Regions from separate parts of the Mus musculus genome. Here regions 1, 2 and 3 are each linked to region 4. The links are chromatin contacts, called in public Hi-C, HiChIP or PLAC-seq and promoter capture Hi-C maps. All regions are on one chromosome and are shown on one strand. The core of a region is the stretch at or near the end of the contact, and the rest is flanking DNA. Distances in the headings are between cores, read along the strand shown. Region 1 holds the start of Mink1 (misshapen-like kinase 1 (zebrafish)). Region 2 holds the start of 0610010K14Rik (RIKEN cDNA 0610010K14 gene). Region 3 holds the start of Slc16a11 (solute carrier family 16 (monocarboxylic acid transporters), member 11). Region 4 holds the start of Aurkb (aurora kinase B).

Evidence for each region. Promoter capture Hi-C pulls out the DNA fragments that hold promoters and counts their contacts. Hi-C and Micro-C count contacts between places; a contact is called where the count stands out from the background. HiChIP or PLAC-seq counts read pairs in DNA pulled down with a chosen protein or histone mark.
Region 1: a promoter capture Hi-C map of liver shows a contact between it and region 4, with 7 times the contacts expected there. The contact joins the promoter of Mink1 here to the promoter of Aurkb in region 4. A contact is called at or near these places in 2 of 39 promoter capture datasets (both in liver) and 1 of 484 Hi-C or Micro-C datasets (B cells).
Region 2: a Hi-C map of B cells shows a contact between it and region 4, with 7 read pairs. The contact joins the promoter of 0610010K14Rik here to the promoter of Aurkb in region 4. A contact is called at or near these places in 7 of 39 promoter capture datasets (the C10 cell line, cranial neural crest, fetal liver and 4 more), 1 of 484 Hi-C or Micro-C datasets (B cells), 2 of 115 datasets of contacts at active chromatin or transcription factors (embryonic stem cells and pancreatic cancer cells) and 1 of 9 other capture datasets (liver).
Region 3: a contact with region 4 is called in an HNF4G HiChIP or PLAC-seq map of pancreatic cancer cells. The contact joins the promoter of Slc16a11 here to the promoter of Aurkb in region 4. A contact is called at or near these places in 2 of 39 promoter capture datasets (liver and stem cell-derived epiblast-like cells), 1 of 115 datasets of contacts at active chromatin or transcription factors (pancreatic cancer cells) and 1 of 9 other capture datasets (pancreatic islet).

The regions. Positions count from the first base shown.
Region 1 is chr11:70,561,580-70,564,429 of GRCm38.p6, forward strand. It overlaps Mink1 (misshapen-like kinase 1 (zebrafish)), which reads left to right and starts at 1,302. Exons shown (of 33, transcript NM_001045964.1): 1 at 1,302-1,547. The coding sequence starts at 1,491.
Region 2 is chr11:70,236,501-70,239,200 of GRCm38.p6, forward strand. 0610010K14Rik (RIKEN cDNA 0610010K14 gene) reads right to left here and starts at 1,414. Exons shown (of 6, transcript NM_145758.1): 1 at 1,284-1,414; 2 at 1,031-1,125; 3 at 377-478. The coding sequence starts at 1,304. It overlaps Rnasek (ribonuclease, RNase K), which reads right to left. Exons shown (of 3, transcript NM_173742.3): 2 at 2,438-2,514; 3 at 1,623-1,970. The coding sequence ends at 1,829. Gm40191 (a long non-coding RNA gene) reads left to right here and starts at 2,511. Exons shown (of 3, transcript XR_879979.3): 1 at 2,511-2,694.
Region 3 is chr11:70,212,359-70,215,310 of GRCm38.p6, forward strand. It overlaps Slc16a11 (solute carrier family 16 (monocarboxylic acid transporters), member 11), which reads left to right and starts at 1,552. Exons shown (of 5, transcript NM_153081.3): 1 at 1,552-1,906; 2 at 2,144-2,354; 3 at 2,597-2,740; 4 at 2,926-2,952. The coding sequence starts at 2,153.
Region 4 is chr11:69,044,202-69,047,051 of GRCm38.p6, forward strand. It overlaps Aurkb (aurora kinase B), which reads left to right and starts at 1,436. Exons shown (of 8, transcript NM_011496.2): 1 at 1,436-1,807. The coding sequence starts at 1,760.

The DNA.
Region 1 (2,850 bases), core at 52-2,551, 1.5 Mb after region 4:
TTTTTTTTTTTTTTTTTTCTCATTTTGTTTTTTTTTTTTTTCCCCCTGTCATTTTATAGTCCAGGCTAATAGAAAATGTAATCCTCCTGCCTCAGCTTCCTGAATGGTGGGGTTCAGAAAACCGTTTTAAACAGGACAATGATGCCAGATTTAAGTTTTAGAAAAAAAAATCACTTCTGGATAATGAAGAATTTAATCGAAGGTGCCAGGCAGAGAGGCCATGTGGGAAGGCCAAATGGGGATTGTGGCTTGCATATCAGGGGCAAGGTAAATGAGTCAGGAGAGTACCCGGAGCAAGTTTGAATGTGCACCCAAATGTGCCAAGAAGCCTCCAGAGAATTCAAGCTCACCTAAGCAATGTTTATATTCATTTTCAGAGGGAGTGTTAGTGTTGGAAGAGCTCTTGAAAACTCAGAACCTTCTCCCCTCAACTTCATAGAGAAAGAAAAGCCCAGAGGCAAATTTGCTTGCTCAGGGTCAGACAACACATTAGTCAGTGGCAGAACATGTCTGTCTATAGTTACAAAGCCTCACCCATCCTCTAGTGAGACTAACCGGCTGGAGGTGCTGTGCCAACAGGAGTAGATCTGAGGAGCTGGAAAAACATTTGAAGGGATTGGATACAGTTTCTTCTGCTTTACCACTAGCAACTCCAGGGATAGTTCTTTCCTGCAGAACACTGTGCTAAGAGAAGCAGATACAGACGTGTGCAGTAGGAGTGCCTATCTGCTCCCAACATCCCCACTCCAGCCTAGAAAGGGAGTAAAGGGCAGACAGTAGCCCCGTCCTTCCCTCCCACGTGGTTTCTCCAGCCAAGTTCTCACGGAGTGGCCCCTCCTTCAGCGGCTCCACTGTTACCATGGCAATTGGGTGGGTGGACAGCACGTCCTATCTAGAGGCCAGCAGCCCTCGCGTGGGGAGTTACCATAACAACCCCCCTAGTAATAGAGGGGGTTGGGTCCCGCCTCCCTTCCCCCGCAAATCGAGAGGTAGGTGGTTTGATTGGCAGCTGGGCACACGAAAGAGGGAAAGGGAAGAAAAGGAGTCAAATAAAGATCAACGAAGGAACTAGAGGAGAGGAGGCAACAATAATAAAAGGGGGAAAAGGAAGGGAAGGTGTATGCGCACGCGCACCAGCGGGTGGTCGCGCTCCTTCCACTCCAGGCTCTAGCGAGACTGGGTCCGCGCTCGCCCTCCGCCCGCTCTCCTGCGCCTGCGCGCAGGTGTCGGCGCCCCGCAGGAGGGGGCGCCCGGCGCGTTCGCGTCACGGTCGGCTCTGCGCGTGCGCAGGGCAGCCGGCGACTCGGGTTGCAGGCGCGCGGGTGAGAGCGCCTGTCAGCCGCTGGGTCGGTCCTCCCGCTGGCCCTCCCCCTCCCCGGCCTTCGGGGCAGGCGCGGTGGAGCCCGCCCCTCGAGTCCCCCGATGGGGGAGAAGCGGCGACGGCGGCAGCGGAGTGAGCGAGCCGGAGCGTGAGTGGCCCCGCGGCGGCCATGGGCGACCCAGCCCCCGCCCGCAGCCTGGACGACATCGACCTGTCTGCCCTGCGGGTGAGCACCACCCCAGCCTCGCGCCCGCGACCCCTGCCCTTACCCCGAGCTCTCGCCGCCCGGGGGTTCGCCCTCTGGAGATTCTGGGAGCCAGTTTGGTCCCCACCCTGTGCTGCCCTCCCCCACACTTGCGTGCCACCCCTACCTTGCTGCTGGGATCCGAGTCCCCTCCTTTATAGGCGTTTGAGGGTCACCTCTGGTGTCCCTAAACACAGCCCTGCATCACCTGCAGAGCCTTTCTTGTGTCCCCCCTCTCTCGGCCCTCATGTCTGCTTCCTCCACCTCCTCTTCTGGCTCCTGGAATTTTGACTTTGCAACTGCCTCAGCCTCCCCCTCATCCCTCGTTTTCTTCCTCGCCTACCCCTAAATTGCAAGTTGGGCGGATTTCACCTCCTCGCTCCACCCCACACACCTCCTACGTCTCCATCCCACGTTCACTTTCCCTATCCCTTTTCTCGTGTTTCAAGTGCAGCTTTTCAGACCCAGGCATTTCCGGTCTCGGGGTCCCTGAATATTACATTACTAACTCTGCAGCCGCGTGGGGCTGGGAGGACAGACAAGTGCACAGTGGGAGGAAGGGAAGCCTGGATTTCCTCGGAAACTCGGGCCGGAAGACGATGTTTACATACATGTACAAGCACACACACACACACACACAAACACACACGCACACACAACACGCTGCCTGAGGTCAGTAGGGAGGGAACTAGTGGGAGTGGAGGCAAAGGAGAGTTGGAGGGAGGGGTTCATTAGGGAAGCGGTTAAGAGGAAACAACTGTGTCAGGAATGCTTTCAAATAACCCATTTATTGTTCCACGTGGGGCACTTACTCTCTCTCCTCCCGGAATTTTCAGTTCAGCATTTGTAAGTGTTCTCTAGCGGGCAGCTTTGTCTTAAGGGCAACATAGAAATTTCAAGGTGAACCATTCCAGACTGTCTCCCAGGTGGTGTTTTGATTCCATGCCCGGTGAGCTTTCCCAACCGGCGGCGTAGGTGTAGCTAGAGCAGGATTCCCCACCTCATGCTTACCTTCTCAGAAGGTCTCTGTACACATTGGCTTCTGGCTTGTAAATTACCCAGGGAAAAGGCAGCCACCTCACAAGTGCCCCGGATATGACTGGAGGGGAGAGAGAATTGAAGAGAGCAGAGTCATGTTGTTAATTGGGTTTCTCTAGGTGACACAGTTTTTTTTTTTTTTTTTTTTTTTTTCCCTCCCTTGCCATTCAGGTCATAATTTGTTTGGTGCAACGTTGGGTTATGAGACCTGACTTACTGGAGATAACTTTCTGGAGAACAAGACTGA
Region 2 (2,700 bases), core at 164-2,663, 1.2 Mb after region 4:
GGTATGTTGTGGTGACATAAAGGTAGACTGAGACTGTCATAGAACCTGACCAACTAATTAGTTCAGAATGCATCCCCTGGACATGCCAGTTTCAAAGGATTTACATAAATAGCTAGGGAACTCTTATCATCAAACACAACCACTGAGTATCTGGGCACCATGAAAATAAAGTTCTCTGCAGGCCCTAGTGACCACTGCATTTCCTGATCTTCCGACCAACTGCCACAGTGACAGTCTCTCAGTCTTCAAGGAAATGCTAACAAAACTAGGAACAAAGTAGGAAAGATGCTGAGCTGGGAGTTCTGAGAGAGAACAATGGGTCAGGAGGAAGAAAGTTGCCCACCCTCCCCTTTCTCTGCCAGCCACCCTCCCTCACACTGTCCGTTCCTTGATGACACAGCTGATGTGATTAAGATCGTCCCCAAAGCGCTTCACAGCAGCCCTCAGCATCTCTATCTCCGTCTCCGTCCACTTGGCACTGTCGGAAGGGGAGAAGGGTGATAACAAAAGTGGAAGAGGGATGTGTGGAACCAGCCCACAGGCTATTCCGTCCACAGCCAGCAGCCTCTTCCCCCTAGTCTCTAGGGGCACCTTTCAAAGATTCATAAAAAGGACCTCCTTTTAAAAAAAAAAAAGCCCTGGGGACAAATCGCTGGCCACATGAAATTACATCCAGGGCCACTTGAAAACATCACTTCATCATGTAACAGCTTCCATAAACAACCCAACGGAAACCAATGAAACAAGTAGGGGCCTTACAAACACAACCCTTGAAAGATGTGTGGCAGCAGTTTGAGGGAGTCCACAGGGCTTGGGGTAGGTGGCAGACATTCTGTCGGTTTGCAGTGGAGGGCTGTGGCCTCGGTAGTCTCTTTACCTGTCATCCACTAATTCAACAATTACCACCTACACTGAGCTGGGCCAGGCACAGGGGAATTACTCTATCTCCCTGCTCTAGAGAGGGTCGTGTCTGTGACTTGAGTCCAAGCGTCTGATCTCGGAGTCCAGGTCCTAGGCTGGTCTCACGTACCCGGCAGGGGAAGAGTCCGAGACTGGATGCAGCTGCATCGTCAACTCCCCGAGCTTCGTGAAGGCGGCGCCGGCCGCGGAGAAGATCTCTCCAACCTGGGGGCGGAGCAGCATTACGGGGGGCCGGCAGCGCGCCGTCCCACCCCAGCCTCGGATCCGCCCGCCCCCCGCCCAGCGCGCACCAGCCGGGAGCCAGGCAGGGGGCCCACCCTCCCGTGGCCGCCAGGGAGCGCAGTCCGCGAGGGAGGTCGAACCTTGGTGGACGCTGACGTCATGGCCCCGCGCACCTCCTCACGGAGACGCTCCGCCGCCACCACCACCACGCGAGCTGGAAACCACGGAGAGCCCGGCAGCCGGCCGCTCGGGCTCCCGCGCAGGAAGTCCCGCCCTCCCTGCAGCTGATTGGCCGAGACCCGACCTCTCCCCAGTCACTCAAGGGGCCTCGCCGCGCGGAGGAAGACGAGGTGGAAGACGTTGCTTCACTTCCGGCTAGCTTCATTCCACTTCCGTCGGAGGGTCCGGACTCCTCGATGAGGCCGGTCTCAGCCCCTTCCAGCCCGGGCCCGCCCCTCCCTGAAAGCACAGACAGCAAGCTTAGGGGGAACCGCTTCTTTTTATTGTAGTTCAGAACGGGGCGCGGTCACCCTCGGTCTCCTCCAGAGGCTGGGCGCAGTTTTGCAGGGCCAGGGATGACGTCTCGCTAGGGTCACAAGTCCCAAAGGACGCCAGATGAGTGGGACGGAGTCTGCGGAGTCTTTAAATAGAGAAGGGGGCTGGGGAGGGAGAGGCGGACCGCGCTCTAGCGCACCATGTATTCCTTGCGCTTGTTGAGACGAACTTGGCAGAAGGAGAAGCCTCCGAGGAGGAGGTAGAGGCCCGCGGCGATGAAACAGTTGTAGCTGACTTGCTCGTACAGGTTGTATATGTTCTGAGGACCGTTCCTGAAGGTGGCGAGCGAGCAGGGAAATGTCAGCCATTCAGAGCATCCAATATGCAAGTTCTATGCATCAGACACCATGCTAAAGCACTTTAACTCCTATTAGTCTTCCCAAGAAGCATACCAAATGAATTCTATCATGGTAACCATTTTACAGAGGTAGACCAAGGAGCAGGAAGGCAAAATATTGGAAGAGGCCACATCTAAGCTGGTGGGCTTGGGTAGCCATGGAAACGTGGCTTGCAAGACTGCTCCTAAGTACATGCCTTTCTGTGTCTCTGTCTCTCGCGCTGGGGATTGAAACTAGGACCCTGCGTGCTGCCACCCAACTACTTTGTAGAGAGCAGCCCTCTTCTTGAAGTCCCCAACCTAGGGCCACAAATGTCCAGTCTTCAGAAGTGTCCTCCCCATAAACCCAAACCATGCTACTCCTCATCCACGCCCAACTCGCCCAAGTACCCGACCACTTACTCAAAATCTTTCTCTGTGAAGGGAACGTCCTCAATTAACACAGCAGAATGGACATTGAAAAATATCCCGAGCATTATCTGGAAGAGTAAGGAATAGATAGGTTGTCAAATTCTTACCTTACTTCTTTGGTCGCTCCCTAGGCTCCTCCCCTGTCTAATGTTGGCCCAACACTTGCGCCAGAGATGAACTAGAAAGGGCTAGTTGTATCTGGTGGTTGTATCTGGATTCGGACTCAGCCATGTGGAACAGGGCGTGAGGTAGGA
Region 3 (2,952 bases), core at 302-2,801, 1.2 Mb after region 4:
GCACTCAGATAGCGAAGCGAGAGTCAAGCTTAGTAAGTCTTCTTGGGGTTCTAGGTAGGGGGTCCACTTTTCCAATGTTCATTAACTCCATGGACAACACACATTGGCTCTGGCTATGAGCATGAGGAAGACGAGGAACATGCCCTTTCACAACCAATCACCCTAGGCTCCGGATTTTGCATTCTGCCAAAGTACACAGCATTATTTGGTACAACCCAGAAATAGTCTCCTCTCTGGCTGTATTTCTATTTCATCACGGAGAGAGCCATTCCTTTGGGCTGGCCGGGTTCCACTTACAGAGAGCAGACTTCTTACTGGCCTTCTCAAGAAACCAGCCAGCTGTTCCCTGCCTCCTTGGTGGCTGAGTACCTGCAGGCGCCACCACTCCGGTGGCTTTCACAGACAGCTCCTGGCTGGTGAATGCAGTGAGGCCACTTTCCTAAGGTGTCTGTGGCAGGGCCTCACACCTTCATGGTCTTCTGTTCTAGGACATTTCAGCAGAAAAACCATTTATGTGAAAACCCAGAACTGAGAAAAGGGTAGACTTACTGAGGAGGGAGGACGCTGATTCCCTGGGGTGGGAGTGTGGGATGGGAAGGTAGCCTGGCTCTCCTTTAATGGTTGTGAGGCCTTCCCCAAACACAGTGATGTGCTTCTGAAAGTCTGTCTACTCTCTTTAGTCTTCCAGTTTCACGACTTCTCAGCTACGTTTCTTCCCTTTCTAGGCTGATACTTTCTCATCAATTAGGAAACACCGCCATCCCGTGGCTACGGGTTGATATAAGCTCCAACCTGCAAATCGCTGAAATTTCAATGGCATTGTTTAATGATTAAACCAAATGAATCAAATGGCGGAAGTAAAGCAATAGTGACTGCTAAAGAAGGTTGCTCGTTAAAATCTTCAAGAAAAACACCTGGGTTTATTTCTCTGAATTCTTCCTTAAAAAAAAAAAAATCTTGCCCAAGCCTTTCAGCTATTCCCAGCCACCCTCACACTGTGGCTCTGCATGAATTCTGTCCTTTCCACTACAGTTCACATCAATCTGTCTCTCCAAGCTCTTTCCCTCAACTGTCCCCAATCTCTGTGTCACTCCTAGGTCTGTTCTCCCTGTATCCTCCCACGATAGTATAAACCTAAGTTCAATTTTTTTTTTTTTTTTAGCTGAACGCTTTGGGGTGGGTTAGGGGTCAGCTATTACATTTGTAAAATGGGGATAGTGCCATCTTCATAGGGATATTGTAAGGATGAAATGGCCAAGTATGTAAAGACTGCCTGGAACATCACAGGTCTTGGTACCGAGAACTCGCCTTCCTTTCTAGTGAGGGCATGCTGGTGTTGTCCATTGGAGGCCAGTGATTTGAGTGATTTGATGTTGGAGCTTTACAGGATCCTCAACAACAAATCCGAGAATCCAAGAACTCATTTAGGTTTTGGAGACCACTGCTATTTTCATGCGTGGGCAGTTGGCCGGGCGAAGAGTGCAACCGGGCTCTTCTTGCGTGCGCAGCAGGTGCGTGGGTGTGAGCCCCGCGGCGTGAGAGGCGCGGGGAGAGGCGGGGCGCGGCCACCAGGTACGCTCACTCCTCGCGGTTCCCCAACCAGGGCTGGGGCTCGTGTGTGGATAATTCAATCCTCGTGGGACTCGGCGTCAGGCCTTAGCCAGGCCTGGGTGGATTGGCTGTCTCTCTTTCCCCCGCCCTCGGTATTCACCCCCACCCCCACCCCGTGTCCCAGGTGGCTTGGGCCCCTGTGGTGATCTCTGTTTACTGGAGAGAGCGGTCCAAGTTGGGCTCCATCTCTGTGCTGGCTAGCTGCTCCGCAGAACCCTTTCTGCGGAAAGCGCGGAGAAAATCCGGCCGAACCCACCTTCGCCCTTTCCCTACCCCCAACGCCGGGAGAGGTCGGGTAAGAGAAAGAGGGTTTGGGAAGGATGAGCCCCTGGCCTGGGGGATCCTGCTGCCCCTCCATCCCAGGACCTCACGCGCACCTAGGACTTCTATCCCTAGGCCTGGTTCCCGCGCCCATGCTCCGGGCGACGTGCCCTCCCTGGGCGAGCAGCCCGAGGCTGGATCTCAGGGACGTCAGCTCCCTAGCGGAGGCCCAGGCGTGGAGACTTCATTCACAGGTGTTTCCCCACCCCAGCAGACGGCGATGACCCCCAAGCCGGCCGGACCCCCGGACGGGGGCTGGGGCTGGGTGGTGGCGGCCGCAGCATTCGCCGTGAACGGGCTCTCCTACGGGCTCTTACGCTCCCTGGGCCTTGCCCTCCCCGACCTCGCGGAGCACTTTGAACGAAGCGCCCAGGACACTGCGTGGGTCAGCGCCCTGGCCTTGGCCGTGCAGCAGGCAGCCAGTGAGGGGGGCCCCCCGAGGTGGGAGGCGGGCACCGGGTGGAGAGGCCGTGGATGTAGTGATGGGAGACAGCAGACTTGATTACCAGACAACCTGAGAGTTACTGGTGGAACCAAATTCTAGAAGAGTGGGTCTTGAGGTCAATGGGAGGAGTTACCAGGCCAGGCAAAACAGCCAATGAGAAATGTTTCGGATAGTTTGGGGGTCCCGGGGCATGTCTTCGTTGACTCCGCCCCCTTCTAGGCCCAGTGGGCAGCGCCCTGAGCACTCGCTGGGGGGCACGCCCCGTGGTGATGGTTGGGGGAGTCCTAACCTCGCTTGGCTTGGTCTTCTCGGCTTTCGCCCGAAGCCTCCTGCACCTCTACCTCGGCCTGGGCCTCCTCGCTGGTAAGAAGAGTGGGGTGGCTGTATGTTTAAGGGGTGATAATGGGGACAGGAACTTCTTATAGGATAGGGGACTGTACAAGGCGGTGTGTGTGTGTGTGTCCGCGTGAGCGTGCAGAGGAGAAGAGGGGCTAAAGAATGTTTGCAAAGCCATGCCTGTACCCTCATCCTGTCCTATCCATTTGCAGGCTCTGGCTGGGCCCTGGTGTTTGCCC
Region 4 (2,850 bases), core at 186-2,685:
CAAAAGAGTTATGAACTTCCTGGCCACATGAAATATCAGCCCTTAGCACGAAAGTAGTGAAAATACCCCTCGTGGCCAGCTTCAGTGTGACTTGGCCAGCAGAAGCCATCTCTACCATGACTCAAGGAATATAAGAAAAACCAAGAGCTAATTCATCGGGAATTGCTAACGTATAGAATTGGAAATGGATTTAATTTATATATATTTTTGGAGTAAACAGCTCACACTGTAGCCTGGAGCTCCTAGCAATCCTCCTGCCTCAGGCTCCAGAGTGCTAAAATTACAAGCCTACTGTCAGAAACCTTGCAGGATTTTAAAGAACAAAATAGTAAGGACACATAAGCAAAAAATGTGCAAGAGAGTGGATTTTGAGTGTACCTAGCCCAGGAATGTAGACCATGCCACTGGCTGAAAGCTCTTCCTAGGAAAACAGGATACTTAAGAAAATACAAACGGAAGAAATGAACTGGGCTTGTCAGTGGTGCAGTGAGATAATTAGAAATTCAAGGCCAGCCTGGGCTGAATTAAAGGCCAACTTGGGCTGGACAGAGAGACCTTGTCTTGAATAAACAAAAACCAAATACAAAACAGACAGGTAGGATAGAGAACCCAGAAATGCAGTTCCAAATTCATGATTTATACACCCACAGATTCAACTGTTATCTGTCTGTCTGTCTGTCTGTCTGTCTAACCTACACCTCTACCCATCCCATCTAGAAGATTGCATCTGTATTGAGTAGTAGACTTTCCCGGCATCATATTCCCTAACTTAGGTCTTACTGCTGTCTCACAGTATTTTTATTGTATTAGGTAGTTAGGTGATCTAGGAATTAATCAATGAAGCCTAGAGAATTACAGACCCTATGCAAATACTGTGTCATATACAATATTATGTCTGTATATATAATAGACCTAAGCATCTGCTTGAATTGAATATTATGGGGCATTGTAAAGGCAATACACCAAAGATACTGAAAAAAGACTGTATTTTCAAAGATCATATTAAGGGTAGCATCTAAATTTTCGTGGAAACCAGACAATTTAACCAAGGTCTTCGGAAAGAACTCGGTCATATTAATGTTTACTCTATATATTTTATTTATATATAATTATTATTTTCTACCTCCCCCCAGGGTATCTCTGTGTAACTCTGGCTGACCAGGAACTCGCTTTGTAGACCAGGCTAGTCTCGAAGTCACGAATCCACGTGCCTCGGCCTCCCGAGTGCTGGGGTTAAAGGCGTGCGCCCCACCACCGCCCAATTTAAATATTTAATTTTTTATAACTAGAAAAAGGAGCGTGCACATCTTGGGACACAGTTTCAAACTAGTAAAAAGAAGCCTCTTAGGCCACACCTTCGTTCTGTTTCAATGACTACATCACAAAAAACGTAGCCAATGAGAGTGGGCTGAGTGGCGGCTCAGCCAATGGACCTAGAGCGGGAGATTCGAAAGCGTCCGGGTCGCGGGGTAAACCGGTTCTCCGTGTGCGAGCGCCTAGTGGCGTAGGCTGCGGCTTTGCGGGGAACTGCGGGGGCTGCAGTGGTCCACGGGGCTGATCGGGTTCCGTTGGGCGGATCCACGTGCCCGCTATCCGCCTGGAAGGAGAGGTGCAGGAGTACCCCCGACCTTGGCTGCGTGCTGACTCGCTTCCTTCTGCCCGCCCAGGCTTGCACTCCCCGGGGATCTGCCTCTGCATCTCTTGCCTTCGCTGTTGTTTCCCTCTCTGTCCAGCTCCCCTCCCGCTCTCGCCCTGGAGAATGGCTCAGAAGGAGAACGCCTACCCGTGGCCCTACGGCTCAAAGACGGTAAGGTCCTGGCCACATTCCCCGCCCCACGTCCCCCGGAAGAAGAGTCCATGAAGATAGAGGCTGGCCTTGCAAATGGCCGGACTCTAAGCGTTTCCGACGTGTGGGCCTCAAGAATTTGCTTGCAAAACTCAGTCTGATCACTTGCAGTCTTACCGTAGCAGATGTTGCCAACCTGAATCTGAGGGCTTCCGTAGAGCTGAGCCTGCTCGTCACGTACAATAATAGTTGGGACTGAGCAAACATCATCGTGCTTTCGGGTCGTGAATCTCACTCTCGAGTCTGAAAAAATTAACTACACAGGAAATAGATTATAGAATAGAAGGTTACGGTTTAAAAGGTTCCGAATGATCTAAATATTTATGTACGGCCCTGGGTATGAAACCCCAGAGCTTCCAAGTTTTGATGTACCATCCATACTACACTCCAGCTTTGGAATGTATCGTACTGAGCGGTGGGAAGTAAGAATCCAAGTAGATTTGAAATGCTGTGTGTATGTGCGTGCGTGTGCGCCACACTGGAGATAGTAAGCACGGTGGTGCACACCTGTAATACAGCACACCCGTAACGCACTTGGCTACATGATGGGATCCTGTGGCCACCCCCAGATGAAGAGCCCTTCACTGTATATAGTCTGTTCCCTGTTGGTGGGACCTGAGCATCCTGGACAGTCTATCTCTTTCCTTGTCCCAGCTTCCTCCTCTGTGGAGCCCTGAGTCAAACTGACAAGCGTGCAGTCCTGTTACTTTTACCCTGATTTACTATCACAGGAAAATATCTATTACTCAGAGAACTTTGAAAGTGAAGTGACCCAAGTGTAAACATATCTTTTATTCTCCTGGCCTAATTTGTCATCCCCGAGGGTCACAGTGTGGTCAAATATCCTGCAACACCCCTAAAGCCATCAGTATCCCTATGTTCTGTTCCTAGAAAGAGATGAAGTTTTGTTTCAACTTCACAAGCTCAGGCTCTTACATAAGCCTGGGTGATGTGTTTAGAACTATCCAGACTGGGCAGTGATGTGCCTGCGGTGGGCTGGGGTC